2 separate regions of the Ovis aries genome follow, and region 1 is linked to region 2. The links are chromatin contacts, called in public Hi-C maps. All regions are on one chromosome and are shown on one strand. Each heading gives the region's core, a stretch centred on a gene start, on an enhancer-like site or on the middle of the called end of the contact. The rest is flanking DNA. Distances are from core to core; before and after follow the strand shown.

Region 1 (4,856 bases), core at 2,058-4,557, 290 kb after region 2:
GAGAAAAGCTTGCATGAATTCTCAGAAGAGAGGGAACGGCTGGCTCTGGGAACTCAGTCTGCGGGAGAGCTCTGCTGGAGCAGCTGGGCCAAATGGCCACAGGCTGAGGAGGGTTGGACCCTGGGGCTTCCCCAGGGCCCCTGTGGCCCAGAGGAAGCCGGGAGCACCCCGGACCTGTGGGTGATTTTCCACTCTGTGAGCTACCTGCCAGCTTCCTCCCTGGCAGCCTGGCCCAGGCTGCTTTCAGGAGGCCAGAGCCAATAAGGACTGTGACCCCTTCTTCCCACTGCAAGGCAAGGACTGTCCTCTCCTTCCCACTGCAAGGCAAGGACTGTCCTCCCTCTGCCTGTAGTTTCTAATCATCAACACTCAGAAAGCACTCCCAGGTCAGCAGTACTGGCATTGCCTGGGGATTTGGGAGAAATGCAGACTCCCAGGGATCCTGCTTCTCCCAATACACTCACAATTTAGGAATGAGCACTGTATTTTAACAAGATCTTGTGCTCCCAAAGTTGTATATTTTTTACTGTTTTCAAATCTGTAAGGGAACTGGGCACCTAAATAAGCTTCCAAGAATTTTTTAGCAAAGTAATCACCCTTAGGCATCTTTTGGGTAAGTTCCAATTTTTATTGAATTCAGATAAAGAGAAAAATCGAGCAAGGTTCTGGTGGCCAGAGCTAGACAGGGAGAGACCCAGGCTCCCAGCCAATGCTAACCTGTTCTGAAATGTCGTGAATGCCCCTCTGCCTCAGCTCACCCCTCCAGGAAATGGGAAACAAGCTGGGGTCTCTCCCACCAGCCTGAATAATCCTGTCACAGGTCTCAACTGCCAGTGCCAGGTAGAGCTGGGGCTTTTCTGAACCCCGTGAGAGGCCAGTTTGAAAGATCTCTTTGTTCCAATCTCTCACATTGACCTTTCTGAGCAAAGCTGCCACTTTTAACAATGTCCAAACAGGAGCCTCCAACAAACCCTGGCCCAGAATCAGGCTGCACGCAGACAAACCAGGAGGCCATGGATTCCAACTCAAGCAAACCCTGGCTGGTCAGGAGCAGAGAGAAAGAGGAGATGTGCGTGCAGGCATGGGTTAATGGAAACAACCTGTCTTAGAGCAGCCTGCAAGTGGGCCACACAAGGAGGTGGCAAGCTCCCCGGGGCCCCTGGTCAGCAGCAGGCAGTGGGGAGGATTTTGCAAAGCACTTTATCTCATCCAGCCTTTGCAACTTCTAATGAGATTGGTGAGGGAAGCTTCATATTCCCGGGCACCAGCTCAATGCTTGGAACACAGGAGGCACTCAAGAAATTATTGTGGAATAAATCCATCCTCATTCTCCAAAGGGAAAATTAAAGCCCTGAAGATGCCTGCCTTTTTAGGCCATCACTCACCCAATGGAAAAGGTGGGCTCCCTGCAGGCACCAAGGGATTCAGATTTCACTCCCTTCTAGCTAACCAGACTCTCCAGAAAGACAACAGTGTTCTGACTTGGCATAGTTACACTTCCCTTTCCTGGCTATTTGAACTCCAGGACTCCTTCGACGAAGTCTTTTCAAAGGGCTCACTGCATACCAAGTACCTGGATATTGTCCGACGCGATGGACATGAGTTTGAGCAAGCTCCGGGAGTTGGTAACGGACAGGGACGCCTGGAGTGCTGCAGTCCATGGGGTCACAATGAATCAGACACGACTGAGTGACTGAACTGAACTGGATATTGAACACCAACTATCCTGTTCTCAACAGGCATCCAACTAATACAGGGGGGATGAATTAAAAGACTGAATGATGAATGAATAGCTCATTTATGGGCTTGCACGTAAGGTGCTCATGGTCTATAAATTTAGTCACGCCCCTGATTTATTCAAGAGCTTAGCAAAATATTTTGCATACAGTAGGGCGCTCAACAAATTTTCTTGAGGGGGAGAATGAGAAGCAGGGAATGAGAAAATACATGGAATCACCACCAAGTGGAACCTAAACAGGCTCTGGCACGCACGGCTCCGGCTGGAAGTCTCCGGTTCAGGGCTGGCACTGCTAATCGCATATGAGAGGTTTCTGGTCAAAGACCCAGAAATGCACAGCCAGGCCCCAATAGCTGGAGGACTGAACCAGAAGGCAGGGTCAGGTGAAGTTCAAATGGTTATCAAGCTATTCCTTCCTGCCACAGAACCACATCATCAGTTTCAAAAACTAACGCTCTCCTCTTCACTCCCAACCCCAGAAAAAGACTGTGACACTTCCGGGCAGGGCCCTGAGGACATCCAGGCAAGGACACCGGTCTAGCGAGGTAGGGGATGGGCAGTGGGTAAGGACGATAAGTAAAGACTGTGCATTGAGAGAGGCTGGAAGAATGTGCCTTCTCTGATGGGCCTCCGAGTTCTCCCTTTGCCTAAAGAGGTCTCTTCCGTGACCACCAGGAGGCTCTCCTGGGTTTTGCTGCTGGGTGACTCTGCTCCCTGGATGCCCCCTTGAGCCATCTGTCTCCTGCCCTCCCCCGGCACTGCAGATACTGGGTGGCTGATGAGAATACTAAATCACTGCTGATTGGACACATCCCTCACTGGGTTATACTCAACAGCAGGCTGGGTTTTCTAAGGTACCTACACACACACACAGTAAAAGGGAGAGTGTTTTCATAAGGCTTCACAGCCTGCCAAGCCCTGCAACTCCCTTAGAAAACACACATTCCCTTCTCTATTGTTTGGTTTTGGTACAAAACCAAATATTGCTTTAGTGATTAAAAAAAAACCAACTGAAAAGTTTTTTTAAAGAGCATGCACAAAACATTCAGCCCACCTGGTTCAACATACATAACCCAAGCTGGCTCCCAGACCTGAGCCAAGAATGAGCTCTGTACATCTAGGGAGAAGGAAAGGAAAAAAAAACACTCCAAGGAGAAAATGGCCCCTTGCCCACTGTGGGGGAAGGAGCCCAGTCAGCTCAAATTCTTTTCTTGGGAGATGCTCAGAGACTCAGTTCTAGTGAGGTCAGGGTCATCAACAGTTTCCCTGGCATTGCACCACCCTCAGCTACCCCCTGCTGCTTCACTCCTGGAACTGCTCCATGCAAAGGAGAACCAAGCCTCCCCCACAGCCAAGACCCTGGGCTCACCAACCCCCAACTGAGAGATGCCTCCTCCTGGCAGTTGTCATCCACAGAACTGCCTGGGGTGAGGCTCCAACCAGAGTCCACGGCTGCCCTCTGGTGGCAGCGAGGGGGAAGTGGAACCCAGGTATCCCAGGTCCCTGCCCCTTGGGAGGGGCCTTCAACTCTGGACTTTCAGGCCAGCACTTTCAGTCCCAGGTCAATTAGGAACTCTGCCATCAGTCACAGAGCAAGGGGCAGGAGTCAGCTGGGGAAATTAACTGCAGGATCAATAGGGCAAGGCCCTTGGAAAAAATGAATGTCCCTCAGACACTGAATGAGTAAGCGGGCAGCATGAGGGAGGCCCAGGCCTCAGTGAAGCTCAGGATTAAAGGAGCAGCACTGTCTGGAGGCCAAGCAAACACCACTCACACTGCACAGTGGAGAGCACCACACCCTTTAAGTTACGCAGATCCTCAACTGGAGGGATCAATCCTCAATCCTCAACAAGCCAGGCCCTGGGAGCCAGCACTACTCGTGGTCATCTGGCCCTTGGGGCTGGGCACCCCGTTCTCAGCAGGCTCTCCTCTGACCCTCTGGAGCCTGGGTCCACACCACACCCACACGGGAATGAGCTCCAGCTCTCAGATTCCAGCCCAGAGTCTGAGAAGCAGATACCACCACCTCCTCCTGTTCTTTGGCTCTAATGAACGTCCTCTAACACCCAACAGTGCCGGAGCTCCAGGGACTCCACTCCACCCAGCCTGTCAGAACAAAATGTCTCCCTAGAGTCCACCCTGTCCCAGGCGGCGCCCAACCCCCTGCCTTCTTTTCCTCCAGCACAGGGCACTGTCCACCATCCACACATGGCTCCCACAGCTCCCGCTCAGACGTGGGCCCTGTGAGGACGGACCTCGTCCGGCCTGGCAGCTGGGGGCAGCACTCAGGGGGCTCTCAGCAGCAAGCTGGGAGAGGAGCTGCTGTCTCTCCTCAGGGCTTTTCCATCTTAGCCACCTTTCCGCTATTGGGCTGTGACCTCTTTCAACACAGCAAAGGGTTTCTCCCAACCCTTCCCAAACACCCCAAGAGCCCAGGCAATGGGAGTGAATTTAACCACCAGCAAACGGCTCTGGAGCCCTGGAAAAGACTCTCCAGAGCTGCCCCAGAGACAGTGACGAGGGTGTCAGGCATCTGCATCCGTCTCCCCCTGACCTCCAGCCTCTGCACCCTGAGCTAAGACCGTGGTTCTCAAGTGTGGGGCCAGGCTGTGGGTGGGACAGACACAGTTCAGCACCAGGTTTGCTGGCAACACCACCTGCTGGCCTTGTGACTTTGGGCAAGTTCCTTAACCTCTCTTTCAGGAAAATGGGGATATTACTAGTTCCAACTTTACAGGATTACATGTAAAGGCATCAGCATTCTGCCTGACACGCAGTAAGTATTCAACAAGTATCGGCGACCATCAAGAAGAAAGGTATAAAGACATTATTCAAAGCCCACCCAGGCACCCAGGACTACTTTATCTTTGTCACATTCCAGGGTCACCTCTGGGCTGGATGAGTTCACAGGAAACAGAGAGGGAAGGACCGCGCTGCTGCCACGCATCCTGAGAACTGCTCCTCACACTCAGGCTTTCAAAAGTTCGGGCTGTTCGCTGGGAGAAAAATGATGATTCAGTCTCTATTTGTCTATATGTGGGAGGCAGGGTGGAGCAGGGGTTGGGGGAGTTGGCATCCTGGCTCTAAGGACTGAAATTTGTGCTTCAGGAGGCAGAGG
Region 2 (4,476 bases), core at 1,935-4,434:
AGTCTGGTCCCAAAGAAGGAATACTAAAGTAGAAAAAGTTTCCCTGAAAAAGACAACCCTTGGCTCCCACCAAATAGGGATTCTCTCAGGTTCTTGGCTTCCGAAGTTGGCTTCCTGGCTTAGCTGTGGCCAATAATCACTGAGAACCTAAAAGCAATTCCTCATTTGAGAGTCAATGGATAGATTTTTTTTTTTAATGGAAAAAGAAAATTACAGTCAAAGTCTCTCTTCTTTCTGTTTGTTAGGACCAGTTCCGTATGTTTTTCTGAGAACTTTGCAGGAGAAGTCAATGCTTAGCTCTGAAGGGCGGACCTGGAAAGGCCTTGAAGGTGGAGAAAGAAAAGCAGAGGACACAGTGGCCTAAGACTTGGCCCAGGCAGCTGCGAGCTGGTGAGCTGGGCTGGGAGAAAAATAGTATAATAATCACGCTGGCATTGTGACTCACGTTTAATCTTTGCTATTGCTACACACGTTAGAGTATAGATACCATGTGCAATGTGTTCAAGACACACACAGCTAGGTAGCGGCATAGCTAGTGCTTAAACCTAAAGTCTGACTCCAAGATGCCAAGATGAGAAGCCAAGAATCCAGGCTGTGACTGGCAGTCCAGGCAGAGAGGCTTTTGAAGGAAGACAGGAATGCTGTGGTGTTGCAGAAGCTTTCTCCTTTACTCAGGAGGATTGGGGGCTTCATAGACTAGTAAATTCCCCTGCACATTGAGTAGTTACCTTTTGGCAAGTAAAACATTAACAACAACAACAACAGCAACAACTAAACCCGCAAGCGTCATTTCATAAAATAGAAAAGTAAATGTAACTTCAGTGCAAAGAAGGAAACAGTTGCAGAATAAAGGCCACACTTTAAGTTGAATAAATCTCCATTTGTAAAAGCCTCCCTCCATTGTCCTTATTTTTCTCATCTCTCTAGGCCTGTGTGCTAAGTTGCTTCAGTCGTGTCCGACTCTTTGTGACCCCATGGACTGTAGCCCACCAGGCTCCTCTGTTTATGGGATTCTCCAGGCAAGAATACTGGAGTGGGTTGCCATGCCTTCCCTCTAGAGGATCTTCCAACCCAGGGATCGAACCCACGTCTCTTATGTCCCCTGCATTGGCAGGCGGATTCTTTACCGCTAGCGCCAACTGGGAAGCCCACTGTGGGCTGGCGAAAAGGTTCTCATGGATGCTACATGTCTCAGGACCCTCATCTGGGACCACTACAAGGCCTTGTTTGATCCTCGTAAAGTAGGCAAAGAAGGCAGAGAAAGTCTTGCTAACCTTCAGTTTATTAATGAAGAAACCATAGTCCAGAGAAGTTAAGAAGTTTGTTTCAGGATGTACAGTTAATATATGGCAGGTCCAGGCTGCAAACCCAGGTTTTTAGACTCCAGGTCCAGGGGTCCTTGCCTGCGTATCTCGAGTCATTAACCAGATGAACTGACTGCCCAGCAGACTGACTCCTGTGTGAGGACCTGAACGTTCAGAAGGAGAAAGAGGGCACTGATATGTGCAGCTTCCATGGATAGGGCTCAGATGTGAGTGTCTAGCTGAGAGGCAGTCTCTGGCCTTGGGACAACATGAGAAGCCCTTTCAGGGGAAGGAAGGAGTGTATTTTCTCTTCTATCCCCAGGCTCACCTTACCACAGGGCTGGGCACACAGGGCTGGCAGGAAATCCTTGAAGCTTAAAAGCAAGAGTATGGCTTTGAATTTAGCAGGATTTTACTATGGAACGTAGAGAGGAAGAAAGGAAAGGGAAAAAACATCTCAGACACAGTTTGATAGGATGCTGTTGGCAGGAGAAGAAAAGGGATGGGCTCTGGAAAAGACTGGATAACGGTCCCCTGGACAGTGATGGGCAGAGGGAGGCAGCAAGACAGGGCTTGTCTCCGCTAGTCTCTGGGGTAGGCGGGGTATGTGGGTGGATAGCAGAGGCAGGAGCGATGAATGGGATTTCCCAGTGCTCTGACCAAGGCCGCACTACTGATTATGGCTCCAGTGCCCTGCCTCCTGCTTCAGTGTTACCACCCCATTCTCGATTTCTGGGCACCAAAGTTCTCCATGAGATCCCACCTCAGAACCTTTGAACATGCTGTTCCTGCTTCTGGGAATGCCCTTTTTATAAAACCAACACTTATTAAAGCCTCTTCATTCATTGATGACTTCCCTGACTCCTGTCTACCAGGTGGAGGGGTAGACAGCCCAGAGCCACACTGGCCCACCTTCAAAAGCAGTGAACATCTATTTATTGGCTGCACTGGGTCTTTGTTGCTGCGTGCAGGCTTTCTCTAGTTGCAGCGGACAGAGGCTACTCTCTGGCTGTGCTCGGGCTTCTTACTGTAGAAGCTTCTGTTACTGCGGGGCCCAGGCTCCAGGGTGCATGCGCTTCTCAACTGGCACATGTGCTCAGTTCCCCCTCAGCATATGGAATCTTCCCGGACCAGGTATCAAACCCACGTCTCCTGTACTGGCAGGCAGATTCTTAACCACTGGCAATTCTAGACATTTAAATACACGCTATATGCACAGAGCCTAGGGGCAGCACATCAACCAGCAGGGTGCTTGTGAGGCCCACGGGAGCAGCAAAGAACACACTTCATCTTGTCTTGGGTGGGGTCAGCACCTTGAACCTTTCCTTCGTGTCTTTGCTACAGTCTGTAATTATGTATCCGATGATGTCATTTCTCCGCTTAATAGCCAGCACCTGAGGTCAGGGCTTTTTTTCTTTGTGCTGACCATTGTAGCTACGGCTTAGCCCTGGAGCCAGGGGCCTGGATGGAGCCTTCGGTACATTTGTTGAATGGAATCCTTCCTGCCTTGTTTTCTTTGAGGGCTGCCTGTCTGTGCAACTGGCATTTTGCTTTCAACTCATAATTCTTGGGGGTCGGGTGGGAGGGCTTGGAAGTCATGGTCATGTCTAGAAAACTGTTATCAGGCTACTGAAATTTGTGTTTTCTTCCTTGCTCGTGGTTCCCACTAGGTTTGAGGTCCTCTCATACCGGGGACAATTGAGCCTGTCACTTGCTGGTGAGCATGAAGCGTGGGCTCTTGTGAGAGGTGTGTGCTGGATGGGCCTGAGTTGTCAGCTCTGATTGGGTAGGACTAATGAGACTTCTAACGTATGGGGTGTGGGGTGGGTAGGAGCAGGGCCCTGGCACCTGGAGGACCTGTCATTCCCCATTTCGCCACCAAGAGGCACTGTTGCTCCATGGGGAAGAGCCAAGCTGGCCTGCGCTGGACCTGTAGAGCAACCAGGTTCAAGTGATGACATCAGCTGGTATTTCCTGGGCACCACAGAGGTGGTAGGCACTTAGAATGCTCTAAATCCTTAGTCATGAAACAGGTATGATGAAATCTATCTTACAGACCAGTTGAGGCATAAACAGGATCAGAGAGATTAAATGACTTTCTCAATGGACAAGTCAGAATTCAGAGCCTGACTAAATCCAAAACCCAGGGCCTTCCTGCCCCTCCCCTGCCCCCCACTCCCTCAGCCACAATACCAGATCTCATCAAGCCTGTCCGCATAGCAGCCACCTACCAGGGCTGTTGCCCACAGCCCAAGCTTCTTTCTTTCAGTTGACTCAGTTTAGTCAATTCTGATTATCCAGATTAATACAGGGGCCACGGACTGGGGTGTAAAATTTTAAATTGGGTTATTGAAATGCTTTATTTGGATCCAGAGACCATTACTCTGTGTGTGAGTTTGGGGGCTGAGGGTAGTGAGGGGTGCGGACAACAGATTTGCCCTTCTCCTGTTCTCACGCTACAATCCCTCCTCTTCCACCCCGCCAGCCCTCACATGGCCATCAGAAAGCTTTCCTGCAGATTTGCTCAGATGCCTCGTCTCACTATCATACTTCCGTGGCCCCTGTAGCTTCCAGAAAGAAGTCCCATTCCTGAGCCAGCACCAGAGGTCCTTTTTTCATGAGCTGGAACTTTCCTTAAGCCCCCTACTCACTCACAAGCATGTGCCCTTAGCTCCTGAGCCCTAGCCCCTCAGGGGTGCCAACTCTCTGAAGTAAGCAGGAACAACTGGATTTCCCACCAGGTGGCTGGGGAGATGAAATGACACCTGCAAAGCTGCCAGCACAGGGCTGACTAGTTAGCAACTGATTAATATTCCTTGCCGTCCCTTTCTCAGTCCTGGGAAATGTCTAAGGAAAATGCAGCCTGCAAAGGCAAATTTAGGTGTATAATGAACACTCTACGTGGTGCCATCCCTGGGTAAACATTTGCAGACACAGGCAAATGTCATCAGGGTGGTATTTTGCTCAACCTGATGCTAGGGAAGGCATTTCCTGTACTGTTTTTTCTCCTGTGCCCATGGTGCCCAGCTCCTAGGTGATTCAAACACCCTCTGATGCTAAACTCCTTGAGGGCAGGAGTAGGGCTGTGAACCTCAGAGTATCCTTTTAGGTCTAAATAGCACCAGGTCTTCACTGGTGTCTCCAAGAATGCCAGCTGGCCGATTAATTATTG

The links. Hi-C and Micro-C count contacts between places; a contact is called where the count stands out from the background.
Region 1: a Hi-C map of liver shows a contact between it and region 2, with 7 times the contacts expected there. The contact joins two enhancer-like sites. A contact is called at or near these places in 15 of 16 Hi-C or Micro-C datasets (blood, hypothalamus, liver and 7 more).

What each region holds. Positions count from the first base shown.
Region 1 is chr3:77,353,179-77,358,034 of ARS-UI_Ramb_v3.0, forward strand. The region is part of intron 5 of TTC7A (tetratricopeptide repeat domain 7A); the gene reads right to left. Among named protein-coding and RNA genes, the nearest start is that of TTC7A, 39 kb to the right of the region's middle. Within about 2 kb of position 3,308, at least 30 of the 54 cell types and tissues checked have an H3K27ac peak or open chromatin away from gene starts, as enhancers often do. A contact at or near this core is called in liver, where this site is marked.
Region 2 is chr3:77,064,712-77,069,187 of ARS-UI_Ramb_v3.0, forward strand. No RefSeq gene overlaps it. Among named protein-coding and RNA genes, the nearest start is that of EPCAM, 36 kb to the left of the region's middle. Within about 2 kb of position 3,185, at least 19 of the 54 cell types and tissues checked have an H3K27ac peak or open chromatin away from gene starts, as enhancers often do. A contact at or near this core is called in liver, where this site is marked.